Linked DNA regions of Anas platyrhynchos: region 2 is linked to region 1. A link is a contact called in public Hi-C data. All regions are on one chromosome and are shown on one strand. The core of a region is the stretch at or near the end of the contact, and the rest is flanking DNA. Distances in the headings are between cores, read along the strand shown. Region 1 holds the start of PSMG3 (proteasome assembly chaperone 3). Region 2 overlaps MAD1L1 (mitotic arrest deficient 1 like 1).

Evidence for each region. Hi-C and Micro-C count contacts between places; a contact is called where the count stands out from the background.
Region 2: a Hi-C map of subcutaneous adipose tissue shows a contact between it and region 1, with 2.7 times the contacts expected there. The contact joins the enhancer-like site here to the promoter of PSMG3 in region 1. A contact is called at or near these places in 3 of 8 Hi-C or Micro-C datasets (liver, skeletal muscle and subcutaneous adipose tissue).

What each region holds. Positions count from the first base shown.
Region 1 is chr15:14,643,010-14,646,476 of IASCAAS_PekinDuck_T2T, reverse strand. PSMG3 (proteasome assembly chaperone 3) reads left to right here and starts at 2,197. Exons shown (of 3, transcript XM_027469253.3): 1 at 2,197-2,347; 2 at 2,943-3,160. The coding sequence starts at 2,224.
Region 2 is chr15:14,945,639-14,949,292 of IASCAAS_PekinDuck_T2T, reverse strand. The region is part of intron 14 of MAD1L1 (mitotic arrest deficient 1 like 1); the gene reads left to right. Among named protein-coding and RNA genes, the nearest start is that of MAD1L1, 190 kb to the left of the region's middle. Within about 2 kb of position 1,377, at least 2 of the 8 cell types and tissues checked have an H3K27ac peak or open chromatin away from gene starts, as enhancers often do.

The DNA of each region.
Region 1 (3,467 bases), core at 948-3,447:
GCAGTATTATGAGTAGTTTTTCTTGTCAAAGTATTGGGCTGCACAGTCATTGAGTTTCACTGGTAATTGAGATAGTGACATGCATGACTTATGTTTCTTCAGCACTCAGTGCCTGGGAATGGAAGAGATCCTGGAATCCTGCACAATCTCTGGCCAAGGACGTGATGGCTTCTCAGCTGCTGTCTCCCTCAATTCTTTATTTCCCTTGGACCGTAAAATGGGGTATATTAATAACCTCGTATGTCAAAAGAGAGTTCATGAAGCTAAATGTAATAATGTTTGCAATGTGATTAGGGATCTTTGGATGAAAAGTGCTATAGATAACCAGACTGTAAGCACAGATACGTATCTTTCTCAGCCAGAACATGATGGGAAGCAGGTGGTGGTCAGGCGGGCAGACCCCACAGGAAGGGTCCCATTATCTACCAAGGTGTGCATTCTCAAATCCCCATGCCCTGCCTGAGTCAGACAAAAAACAGTCAAATACAATCTCCTTAAAAGTAATCCATATATTTTTTTAATGTATTTATTTTTTGTGATGAAAATTCAGGGCTCAGTTACCTCTTGCTGTCTGCTTCATGCGTTTCCTATATCCTACCTCAGATCCGTGCCAAAATGTGACTTCCAATTAAATGAAACTGTTAAAAATAACTCTTTGCTCCAAACCTAATGAAAACCAGTGAAGTATGAGGGACAGAGCTGTTTCCATGTAAGTTTGAACTACAGTGGACTGTCTTTGTCCTCCTGTCATGTAAAAAAAAATAAAACAGAGTCTGGCAAGGATGGCAGGAAGAATCTGGTCCTTTGTGTTTCCTGAAGTAAAATTATTCTCCAGAGAAGGTAGAGCAGGAATAAACTTCTTCATGAGTCAGGAGGCTTTACTGACAAGAGCTGCTATTATCTCTGTCAAACAGGCAAAGCCTCAAGTGATTGTGGTAGGCAAGAAATAGGAATGCTGGTTTTTCGCAGTGCTGGAAAACAGACTATTTGCCAGACTGTGCAGAGTGCCAAAAAGGTATCAAGCCTCTCCTTTTGCGTTAACCACAATAACCTGCTCTAGCAGAAGTTTTTTTCCGTGGACCTCTACTGCTCTCTAATGGTGCCTTAAAGCATTCTCAGCACGAAGTTTATGTGCTCTTCATAGAATTTAGTTAAAAGTTTTGCTGAAACTTTTAATACAAAACAAAAATATCATGAGCTCCTAAGAGTGATCTTCTGAAGAGGTAACCCAGCATTCAGGACGTTTTTCCTGCAACCATAGCTGGGATATTTTGTGTCTGGTATGAAGAATGGTAAAGAACAGCTAACAAGTAGAAATGAAGGTTTAGATTGAATTTTAGATGCACTGAGCGCAGCAAATGCAAAAGTCCAGAAAGTTGTGAATCTCAGAAAAAAACAGTTTCCAGAACTTTGTATAAATTGGCCAAAATTGTTACTCATAAGCACTAGCAATTCAAAGAAGGAAAGGAGAAAAATCCTAATTAGCACTAAAATAACTGTACGGACGTAACAGAAATTAAATGTTTGTGTGAATGGCTCATGGTACATAAATATCTTTTTGCACGCTTCACATACATGCCGTTATCTCCCATTATAGCACAGGTGGGCAGCAGCTACTTGCTCCAGCCATATGCATGCTGCTCAGCAACCAAGACCAAAGGGGGCACGGCTTGAAGGGTATTTTATTGGTAAAAACAACGCTGTTTCTCCCATCAGCATTGAATCCAGGTATCCCACCAGTGCCAGGGGAGGACGGGACCCAAGTGAAGGCAGCCTTGAGCTCATGGATGGCCCAAAACCAAAGGTGTGGTGACAGAATGTGTCCCCTTTGCTGACCCGCCCTGCAGTCCTCAGTCACTCAGCACCACACCACAACCCCCAGCTGCTGGGCACAGTCACATCCTGCCTGAAAACTTGAGAAAAATAAATAAATAAATAAATAAATAAATAAATATTAAAGGTTGAATTTAGCAGCCTCCATCCTGCCACCAGGTCAACCCCGTCCCGCCACACATCCTGGGCAATCACGGACGGGCACATCCCACTCCCTCCTATATTTTCAGCCGCGATTTTCAGCGAAAAACGGGCAGAAAACACCCAAAAAGGGGCTTGGGGGGGGACCCGTGAGAGGAGAAGAGGTTGGGGGGGGTGCGCTGTAGATGGCGCCTCCCTGGGCGGGCGGCCCGCTAATGGCGGCCCCGCGCTGAGGGGACGGCGGCGGCGATGGCGGCGGCCCTGCGCCATCTCCCCGCGCCGCGGGCGGCTGGAGGGAGGGGAAAGGCGCCGCTTCTGTCGTGGCTGGGCGGGCCCGGGCGGAGAACGGCGGCGGCGGCGACGCCTGAGGAGGGTAGGGGCGGCCGAGCGGGGGCTGTGATCAGCCTGAGCCCAGGGCAGGGTGAGGGGATAGCGGGCACCTCCCGCAGCCAGGGTCCTGTGGGGGCGCAGCGCTGCTCCCCTCATCTCTGAGGGATGCGATGTGGGGGGGCCAATCCTAAAAAAAATACATAGTTTTGGGTTGTTGTTGGTGGTGTTTTTGTCTCCTGCTTGCCTGCCCACTCAATGCTGAAGTCTGGGAGGTGCGGGGGTTTGGGGGGGCTCCCCTTGACGGCAGTCAGCGTGAGGAACTGCCATGAGGTTTTGCATCGTGCTGCACTTGGTGGGGACAGGTCCAGTCATCATTAAACTGCAAGCAGTGTGAAAACCTATAAACAGCAACTTTTCCATGTGGGGGCATTTGTATTTCAGCTTCCTGTGAGGTGCATGTGGATGCTGGGTGTTGACAACTGTTCCTGTCCAGGCTCACCGCTTCGCCTACACCTCTGGGTGCTGTTACGCCCTGAAATCAACTTAACCCCGGTACACCAAGTGAATGAAAGGATTCAGGCTTTTTATAGCCTGTGGTCCGTGTTTTTAATCTAATGTCGTGTTATTGTTTTCTGCAGCAATGGCAGCAAATCCCATCGTGACGTCAAAGCAGCGAGAGGAAGTGGTACACGGGGTCCCCACGGAGGTGGTGTGCACGGCATTCTCCAACTCCATTCTTGTGGTGGTAACGCAGTACGGCAAGCTGGGGACGCTCGTCTATGTGGACCCCAACACAATAGGCGACAACATTGGCAGGCCTTCGCTCACCACAAAAGTGCTACTGGGCAAGGATGAGGTAAGAACAGATGTACAGCACGCTGGCACCAAGGCAGAGGGGGAAATGTGGTAGGTGGGGCTGCGCCAGTTGCCAGGGAGTTGATGAATCACCGTAGTTAAGCAGTGTTTGCATAGTGGTAAAATTAATGTAAAAATCTGTTCCGAAGGAAGAGGGGTTCATCAGAAAAATATGCGCATTTATCTGTTCTTCAGCGTAAGTTTAACTAACTGAGTGGTTTGGGGGCCTGCTATTTTGTATCTTACAGGATATGGGTTGCTTTGCAGTGTTTATGGCAGGTTTGATACAGCTGGTGTTGATTTAAAGG
Region 2 (3,654 bases), core at 128-2,627, 300 kb before region 1:
GAACCTGGGCAAGCTCACTCTTCACAGAAGAGGCTCCTAGTCAAAGCAACACGTAATAACTCGGGGATAACTCTCCCTGTGTTTGGGGTTCAGGAATAATTCTCTGTGCTCCATGGCAGAACCCTCTACGTGTCATGGCTGCATGTGCCCTCTCCATGCAGCAGGACTGGGTAGCTGTGATGAAGGAACAGGAAGAGTTTGGAAGAGATCAGTATGCAGAGGATTGGATCTGCTGCACTCGCCCTCCTGCTGTGTCATCACAGGCCTCAAGTGTTTACTGGATTTTACATAGCTGCTAAGGAGGAGCTAGCAACACGAGCTCCATCATTCCTCCTTCCAGCTACAGGCTGCAGCCAGAAATGAATTCTGACAGAAGACAGGGGGAAGAAGAGCACAAACTTTACAATTTGGAAAGTGGGGAAAGAAATCCGACAGAGTATGATGGAGCTATTTTAATTTCTGTAGTTTGTGGTCTTTGAAATCCCATTAGCCTAAGTGCGATGCATCTGGTCTGAGCCCAAGCACTCCAGTTAGCTGCTGTCATGAAGGAATGTGAAAAATGGAGGAAAACCAGTAGAAGCCAGTAAGAGGAGTCTGCAGAACAGGAATGGACTGTGAGCCTCCAGGCATTTCCATATACACCCTGTGGTTAGCAGCTAACTTCTGAAAACAAAAGCAGGAGACATATAAAGGGAAAAAAATCCATATTAATCCTTTGAATCTGTATTCATCTCCTGTGAGTGAATGAGAGCCTTTAAAAATATACTTTTGTCTCATTTTTCTTTAGTATGGAAAGTAAATTTTCAGCAAGAGACTTGAAAGAGTTCATCAGTTTTTCCTCCTCCTCTTGAGAACAAAGTGCTCTTTCGTCAGACCTTTTATAACTTTAAATGTGAAACTCTCTCCCAGCATCATCGTTTCTGAAGAGACAATAAAAGCTGGTGCTAGTGCTGTCATTTCTCACACATCTTGCAGCTCCCTCTGAAATCACATTTGTTTATATTCTGCAGATGTTATGAAGAGAAAAAGTGGTCAAACTCTTGAGTTCATGTACTGTGGGATATAGCGAAGCCGAGAGCATTTAAGCATTAACACCTTTTAGAGGGAAGGTGATAGCTGTGCAGAAACTAATATTTCAGAACCTATAAATAAAAGAAATCTATTAAAAAAAAAAAAAAAAGAAACTTCACTGAAGACTTAAGTGGCAACAGCTGAAGGACCTTTTCAGCTGGAACAAATCTGAACTTTTTCTCTCTGCTGTCAAACTACAACCCCAGTAAATCCTAAATGTTTTCTGTGGATTTAGTGACTGGGTAGAGTTACAGTAATTCAAAAGAAATTCATGTCCTTGCCAATGCCTATTAGTCACACTTGCTGGAATTCTGTCTGCTCTGCTCCTAACACCATCTCAATGCCATCTGGATCCCTTAATAGCATCTTCCCAACACATACATTTTCTGCTCCATTCAGTAGTTTCTTGTTCAGCAGTAGCATTTCCACATGGCCATGTCCTCTTCACAGATGGGGCCTCTGCAAGACATGTCCTCATTGGTGATACCCGTGCTATTCTACAGGCAATTGGGTACCACATCTGCAGATGTTAAAGACAAATAAAGAAGCTAGAGAAGTGATGGTGGCGAGTTGGTACTGTTCAACACCTGGACTGCAAGGGACTTTTGGAAGTGCCTGGATGCTAATGAAAAATCATTAAGAGTAACCCCTTCTTTTTATTTTCTGCTTCTTCCTTCTGAAAAGCAAGCAGCCTGGCATTTGCTGTCCAGGAGCTATTGCTTACCACTGAAACCTTTCTTAGACAGACTGAACACACATGGTGTGATGTCTCCTGATCCTCACAAACGTCATTTCAGGAGACCTGAAGCTGCAGGTTTGTGTTTTTTTGCGTGTGTTCCATCTTCTAACATGGGACAGTGAAACGTGCAGTGGAGGCAATGTAAAGCTCAATTTTGGAAAGTTGGAAAATCTGCAAGTCTGAGCAAATGACAATTTATCTGTGTTCTTCCACTAAATTTGATCATCCAAAAGGCAGCAGAGATGGCTGTCTTTGGAGCCTTTACCCTTGGGTTAAATTGTCTACGTCTCACGCAGGAAAAGTCTCCCAGAAATGCAAAGAGTTCTTTTTCACAGTTTAAATATCTTCACGTTTTCAAACCCCTGTATGGAGAATAAGTCGGTAAATTTTCCAGAAATTGACCTGAATAATTTTCCCTGTATCGTTAAAGTTGAGAACGATGACAGTATTTTAGAAAGTAACTGATGTTTCTTCCTTCCTTATGCCACAAGGCTGCTTTTAAAATGAGCACAGGCATTCATTGTGGGCCAGCCGTTAGGTTGATAGATGGCCGTGCTGTGCCCAGATGTTGCTGCACTCTCTTTTTTGTTGTTCTCACGTGAACGTATCGTTGATTGTTCTCCTTACCAGAAAGTAACTCCCCTATGTAACACGTTGAGGCATGCAAATTGATGATAAAATAGCATCACATATCTTGCTGCAGATGTCCCTGGACAGAGAGCGTGCATGGTGCATGCAGACTAAGGCTGCCTTTATAGATGCTGGAGCATCGTTCAGAGGCAGTACACGGTTGGCCCTGTACCTGAATTCACTTAAATGAAAAACTCAAGAGTGAAGCAAGTAAATATTTTTCAATATTTGACTGCAGTATCTTAACTACCAGCTGCAAATGCTTTGCTGTGTTTATATATAGATAGGATTTCCCTTGCTTCTCTTCCTTTGCCACTGGGGAGTGTTCCCGAGGGCTGTAAAGCAAAGATAGAATAGCACAAACTGTTTCCTAATGGCTCTTAATGCTATCCCACTGGAGACCCAGGACACTTAACGGTGTTAAAAATAGGTTAGAAGAGGGCTAAGCAGCGAAAGCACCAGTGAGTCCTAAAAAGCTCCCTGGTACAGAGAGCTTATGGCAATGTTCCTGGACCTCCACGCAGAGGAAGCAGAAGCTTTCTCTCTGAACGAGTGGTGAGGAGGTGGTGTTGAGGTTCTCCTGTCTGAGGCAGCCTCATCCCCGACCCCGAGGCCACCAGCCATGAAGTACGTGCTCTGGGGATGGCTCCGAAACTGCTGGTGCCTGGGTGAGAAGTGGAGGGAAAAAAAACACAAACAAACAAAATTAAATCTGAAAAATTGCAGGGAAATAACATAAAAATAGAATGATTAAGCCTCCCCTCGTTGCAGCCTGCTTGTCCCTCAGCTCTTTTCCAAGTGTTTTCTGGTGACCGCTGTGAGTGATTTCAGAGGGCGCATCAGAGGCCTGAGCTCAAACCTCCGCCCAGAGAAGTTTTGTAGGCAGATAACAGCAATGTTGCAGCTTATTTGGGAGCCTAAATGGGCAGAAATTTGTTCTAAATTAAAATCCAGCATGTCAAGTATGGAGAAAGGACTGATGAGAGTCCTGTGTCTGGCTCTGACCTTTCAGGCGCTGTTGTGCTCATCTTCCTCAGAAAAAAGCGTTGCTGTTCTCGTGGCCTGCTTTGCAAGCCATTTAGAAACACCATTAAAAGCATTAATTCCATTTTGAATTTCCATTTTTTCTGACCTTTTCAGTCTCCTGCTTCTTCAGCATCCTCCATCCCTGCAAGCTTTGTGTCTCTTCTGGAAATTATTGATGATCTTTTTTA